Linked DNA regions of Gossypium arboreum: region 2 is linked to region 1. A link is a contact called in public Hi-C data. All regions are on one chromosome and are shown on one strand. Each heading gives the region's core, a stretch centred on a gene start, on an enhancer-like site or on the middle of the called end of the contact. The rest is flanking DNA. Distances are from core to core; before and after follow the strand shown. Region 1 holds the start of LOC108486613 (small RNA degrading nuclease 3). Region 2 holds the start of LOC108473009.

What was found. Hi-C and Micro-C count contacts between places; a contact is called where the count stands out from the background.
Region 2: a contact with region 1 is called in a Hi-C map of leaf, with 4 times the contacts expected there. The contact joins the promoter of LOC108473009 here to the promoter of LOC108486613 in region 1. A contact is called at or near these places in 2 of 5 Hi-C or Micro-C datasets (both in leaf).

What each region holds. Positions count from the first base shown.
Region 1 is chr11:90,165,359-90,168,625 of ASM2569848v2, reverse strand. It overlaps LOC108486613 (small RNA degrading nuclease 3), which reads right to left and starts at 1,545. Exons shown (of 12, transcript XM_017790752.2): 1 at 1,217-1,545; 2 at 906-1,088; 3 at 711-800; 4 at 546-614; 5 at 315-455; 6 at 1-79. The coding sequence starts at 1,249.
Region 2 is chr11:90,675,870-90,679,136 of ASM2569848v2, reverse strand. It overlaps LOC108473009, which reads left to right and starts at 1,780. Exons shown (of 8, transcript XM_053022304.1): 1 at 1,780-2,450; 2 at 2,682-3,267. The coding sequence starts at 2,799.

The sequences.
Region 1 (3,267 bases), core at 296-2,795:
CCCCTGCAGCTACTCCAGTAATCTCAGTCCGATAATCAGCCACTGCTTTGTTTGGTTTTATAAGTTCATTGATTTTGACCTGAAAAAAAAGAGTTCCTTTTTACCTAGCACAAGATAGATAATGATAATTAACAATTAATTGCCCTTGAACTCAACTAACGTGAGGGTAAAATTACCAAATTAGAAACATTTAGGAGAACCCACAGCAAGTTTTGCATTCATATGAGGTGGTATTTTGGAAACTAGTTAATATTAAGATGCTGTAGAGTCATAGGTCCTTTTTCTTAACTCTATTACAAAAATCCACTTGATACCTGTAAATCACGATCTACAGCACAAACTCTCACTAATGCTTCAGTTCCATCATCACAGAGAACCATTTCACAATCAACAGCAATCATCGCATTGGACTTCAGCGCCCGGGATTTTTTAGGGGGCTTGATAACAATCCATCCCTGCATATATAACTAATAAGGATTCAGGAGGATGGATAGAAGCATAAATGAGATGAAAGTAAAAATCTAAAAGAGATAGGATCGACAAACCTCATCAACTACAGGGAATGCATAATCAACCAGATATTGTGGGTGTTCCAGAGTTAAACGAACAAGACTCTACACTGCCACCAGAACCAGTTAACAAGACCAATCACAAAATGGTACTACGGAGCTACTTGCGATATGTATTGCCTCAGAAAAATGCTAGTATACCTGCTTAGGGGTTTCATTGTCCCGAGATTGTTTGCTAAATTGTTCAACTCTGTTCCTATTTAAATGACTTTGCAAAACTCTAGAGAAAAGCTGCAAACAAGCGATAGAAACAAACAAACATAACAGTCACATCCTCGAACCCAGATTATTAAACAAGATACTGTTATTGAAAACAAAGAGCGATCAGGAATATACTTCCAAATCATCATCTTTAGTAAATGTCTTAAGAAACGATACTAAGACATCATTGGACCGCTTCGAAGGATCACTCAAAGAAGCACCAAACTTTTTGTCATAAGTTTTCAAAAACTCCTTCCATCCTCCTTGTGTTCCTTCCAGTCCTCGCTTTTGAACCAACTTCACGATTTCAACAAGAACCTGTACATTTTCAGCATAAAGCATTAGACTTTAAAGGAATGAAAACTGAATTTAGTGAACATGTAACATTCTATTTTAAAAAATAAGTACTTTGGAAATTAACATATAAATATATCAAAGTGCCTTACCTTTTTCTCGGCAGTTTCAAGCTTCCTGTCCATTAGGAATTCAAGGGGAGAGATTGAAGGAGGCGCAAGCTATCAGCTATTGGGGTTAGGGTTTCTGGATTCTTCAGTCAAACCGAGCCGGACGAAATTGAACAATAAAGAAGGAACAAGTTAGACGGTTAAATATCAAATATGGTCCCTAAATTCAATCTCTTTGGGCAATCTACTACAACCTAGCAATAATCCTGCGACCACCACCGCCAAAATCTGGAACGACAGTCAAAAGCTGTTTCTTTAGGGTTAGAAACTGCTAAACGATTAGTTTAACTTTATTTGTTTTCTTTTAACCTTTTTAATTGAGACTAATTTTTTTTTTTTTTTTTTGGGTAAATTTCATTATAGTCACCCAGCAATTTTTTTTTCTCTTTTGTCGCTCAACTTTAGAAAGTTATAAAATGGTCATTTAACTATTAGTAAATTTTTTTAATCACCCAACTATGAAATGTTATAAAATGGTCTCACACAACTATTCAATTTTGTCTTTTTTGGACACCCAACTATCTTAAATATTTTGGTGTTTTCATTTTTACATTAACTAACCGATGATAGAATTGAATAGTTAGGTAATCATTACGTAACATTTCACTTTTTTTAATTAAATGAAAAAAAAATTACAAATAATTGGGTGACCATCTTAATATGGGCTGAACTTACCATTTAGCTCAAATTTTTTTGGCTTAAATACTTATTTGACCCTTGAATTTAACAACTTCTTCCGAATCTAATATTTATACTTTTTTCAACTTGATACTTAAATATTTTTACATTCATTATTTCAATGTCTTTTTGTAATATAGTTAAGTTTGGGATATGTGGCACTATGAATTTGAGACATATAGCACTAATAATGTTTACAAATTGTCAAAAGATTCGATTCATTAGAATTCGATCCAAGACTAGAAACTATTAGTAAAAATAGAATTTTCGAGATAGAAAGATGCAAAACTCTATATTTCTATTCTACTTTTTCTCTATTTAAATTATATATACATATGCAATAGAGAAATATAAAATTCATTTTATTTGTTTCTCCAAATTTGAATTTCATTTCATAGAAGGAAAAATTCGTTTTTTATCTTGTTGCTAGAGGTTTACTCATTAGTAATATTGGATAATAATTGTAACACCCCTTACCCGTATTCGACGCCAGAACAGGGTACAAGGCGTTACTGAACATAAACTCACACAATCATACAAAGCCGAGCCATAAAATTTTTCCCAAATTTAAAACTTTTCAAGCCATAAAATTTTTCCCAAATTTAAAACTTTTCATTCACATGCATATCGTCCCTTATATGGCCGTCGAGGCCCAAAATATATATTGGGTGTGGTTCGGGACTAAACTGAGAACTCTCGGAACTTATACAATACTAAATTTTTTTTCCTATTTTGGAGGGTCACACGCCCGTGTGGGTAGGCCGTGTGGTCTCATACGCCTGTGTGGCTTGGGACACGCCCATGTCCTCAGCCCGTGTAACTCTCTGTTTATGACTTCATCAACTAAATTGAGGTCGCACTAAATTGAGGTCGCACGGCCAAGTTGTAACAGCCCGATTTAAACCCTAATCGGAACAATGGTTTTAGGACCACGAATCCAAGTGAAAAAAATATTTTAAAATTATTTTCTGTGTTTATTTTTTGTGAATTTATGTCTGTGAATTTTTCGTGATTTAATTTTGTCATTTGAGTGTCCGATTAAATAAAAGGACTTAATAGCGTAAAATGAAAATTAGGTGGTTATTTCTAAAAGAGGCTGAATTGCACTTGGCTTTTTAAATGGAAGCCTTTATGTTGCAATTAGCCCAATATTAAGTGAAGTGGACGTTAATGGGTATGTTATATATGATTTTATAATTTTTATAACCTTATAATTTTATAACTAAGGTTATAATAGTAAAATAAGTAATAATAAGTATATAATAAAACATATAATAAGAAACAATGTTCATATTATTATTTCCATAACCGAAACATTAAAACAAAAGAAAAGAGAAAAGAAACCCAGGGTTCAG
Region 2 (3,267 bases), core at 531-3,030, 510 kb before region 1:
ACCCAAAGCGGTCGAGCATCGGTCAGTAGGCACGACTAGTCATGCTGAGTGTAGGCACAACACCCTGCACATTTCCTTTTCTTTCTTTGCATTTTACAAAAATTGATCTTATATCATTTTGGTCCTCTACTAGGCCTAAAATTAAAATTCAATCTTTATACTTGAATTTCTACAATAATATTTGGTTCTATTTTTATAATTTTTTCCAAATAATTAATATTGTTAATTACTCGATAAAATTTTTGACGTGTTTTTTAAATAAAAATTAGTTTAACAAAATAATGATATGTTAAGTTAGAATAAGTTTTAAATAATAAAATTTCTAACAAACTTGTATTAAAATTTTGTTAATTACTCTATAAAATTTTTGATTAGTTTAACAAAACAATGATATGTTAAGTTGAATAAGTTTTAAATAATAAAATTTCTAACAAAATTGTATTAAAATTTTTGTTAATTACTCGATAAAATTTTGGCGTGTTTTTTAAACAAAATATTAGTTTAACAAAACAATGATATGTTAAGTTGGAATACATTTTGTTAGAAATTTTATTATTTAAAACTTATTACAAACTTAACATATCATTATTTTGTTAAACTAATATTTTGTTTAAAAAACACGTTAAAAACTTTAACAGAGTAATTAACAATATTAATTATTTGGAAAAAATTATAAAAATAGGACCAAATATTATTGTAGAAATTCAAGTATAAAGATTAAATTTTAATTTTAGGCCTAGTAGAGGGACCAAAAGTGATATAAGACCAATTTTTGTAAAATGCAAAGAAAGAAAAGGAAATGTGTAGGTGTTGTGCCTCTGTTAGGCACGACTAGTCGTGCTTACCGATGTGCTCGATTGTTTCAAGTATTTTTATCCGTATAAAACTCATATTTTTATCCATATATTAATATAAATATTAAAAATAATATAATAATAATTTTTAAAACAAAAAATAATAATAATAAATAATAGGTTGTGCCTGCAGTAGGCACAACCTCAAAAAGTATACCATTTTCGTAATTAATCTGACTGACAACCTATTTTGGTGTATAAATTTTTTTTTTATAATATTGGGGTAAAAAACCCATTATCTTCTTTTAGACTATTCTCCAACAAAAACCCCCAAAACCCGGAATCTGACTCTAAAAGGAGACCCAAAATAATTTTTGATAGAGTAAATTAGTCGATTTTTGAAGATAATGGAAAATAGGCTCAATTTTATTTAAAGAAATTGATTGATTTTAAAGATAAAATAATTTTGATAGAGTAAATTAGTCGATTTTTGAAGATAATGGAAAATAGGCTCAATTTTATTTAAAGAAATTGATTGATTTTAAAGATAGAAATAGAAAATATGTTTTGTATACGTATTTGAAAAATAATAGTTAATCTCTCAAGTTATTAAATAAAAGTGTTTTGCAGAATGCATTTTCAAGAAGTCAACAAATTTTTTTATTTTTCTATAAAATAGGTATATTTTTAAAATATTGAAAGGGGTTAAATTTCTAATTATTTTTTAAATACAGTATTTTCTTAAAAAAAACACACACACAGAGCATAATCTGTGTGTGTTCTTGTTATTTTGCAGAAAAGCAACCACCCTATATGTTTAACCATTTCAGGTTCATTCTTTCCTTTTTTTTTGCTACCTTAGTTTAGACACTAGACTGTTATTGGTGTTGACCCTTTCCTATGAAAGTAACCAGCTATAGTGATGTTGACCCTAGCCTTTGTTGGTGTCTTACACCGGGTGCAATCAACCATGTAACGCCCCCTCAGTAACCTGTTACAAATTTTCAAAATGTGATCACATAAAAAACCAACTATGGTAGCTTTAATGGTTATTAACTTTGTTAACTATTAACATTTTGCACCAATAATCTCTGAGATGCTACCTCCTTTTCACAGCTCCCTTCTTGTCAACACTGAAAAAGCTGAGTTGTCTGAGTTTTTCTTCTCTTTTTTTCCTCTTTAAATTTTGCTTTGTCGGGTACTAAGAATGATTTAGAGCTATTATTATCACTATTCTTATTCATGCCCCAGTATTTCTTCATAACCATCTCGCCATTGTTACCAACAAAAAAGCTAAGAGAAAGAATTAGTTGCAGAAACCACAAGTGTAGCTTCTTGTTTCCCGGGGCAGCGCCGCTTTGTTCTTGTTCCTCGTGCGTGTCCAACCCATATCTCGATAAGCCATTTGGTTTTCGTTCCTGGATTATATTTGATTCGATGTTCTTTTTGTTTCACCTTTTCTTCAACCGCCAGTTTCTCTCTTTATGTTTACACTTGATAGTTGATACCCTCTTTTTATTACCGTAAAGTAAGAGTTGCAGGGGATAAATTTTAAACTACGTCAAAATTGACTACTAAAGTGTTGAGCAACCCACGATCACAGGGAAGTCGGTGATGGTTTTTGAATTGTGTTGTTTGCTTTGCATTGAACCCAAGGTACATTCAAGTTTTCGTCTTGGATTTTTTTTTTTAACTAATTGATTATTGCAAGCATTTCCGGGTCCGGGCATCATATCCTTTTTTTAATGTTATAATTTTGTATTGGGATCCTTATTGGTGGTCTGCTGGACCAGAAGTTGGTTCCTCGTATCTATCCATGTTTTTAGAATTGTATATTCATATGTTGAATTGCTGGGTTCCAATCCCATTATTTTACATAATCAACAGAGTAAAAATCGGTCCGTGAATTGGGGGCTTTGAAAGGTATTAAAGGGGGTTCTAGGAAAGTCGTTGAGTTGCATAGAGCTGGTTTTCATGTGGAACATTGGTCTTAACTCTTAAGACATGCTGAGCTCTTATGAGGGAGAAAATGATGTGTTCTTTGATTCCTTGGATTGCTTGTTGGTTGAAGAATCACTTGTTGCGAAACATGGATTAGAGTATGAAATTTGGTTTAATGAGCTGCAAAGTGTGAAGGAGCGACGTGCAAGTTTTCTGCGATCCATGGATCTGGTTGAGTTTACAGAGCCATCAAGGATAAAGGATGTGAAGAGGATCACAGAGTGCAGTGGTGCCGTCCCAAGTTGTTCATTTTTATCTGTCAACAATGGCGAAGGAAGTATTGCTTGTTGCGAGAGAGAAATGACTTGTCAAGCTATTCCTTCGGTTGATGAATCAGAACTAGGACAGAGCTTTGCTCTCGACATTGAGAATGAGACACTTTCCCCTACTAAAGGATGTGAACAAAAGGAAGCTCAAGCATACTTGGATGAATGTGAAATTAATACCAAAAAATTCAAGAAATGGTGGAAAC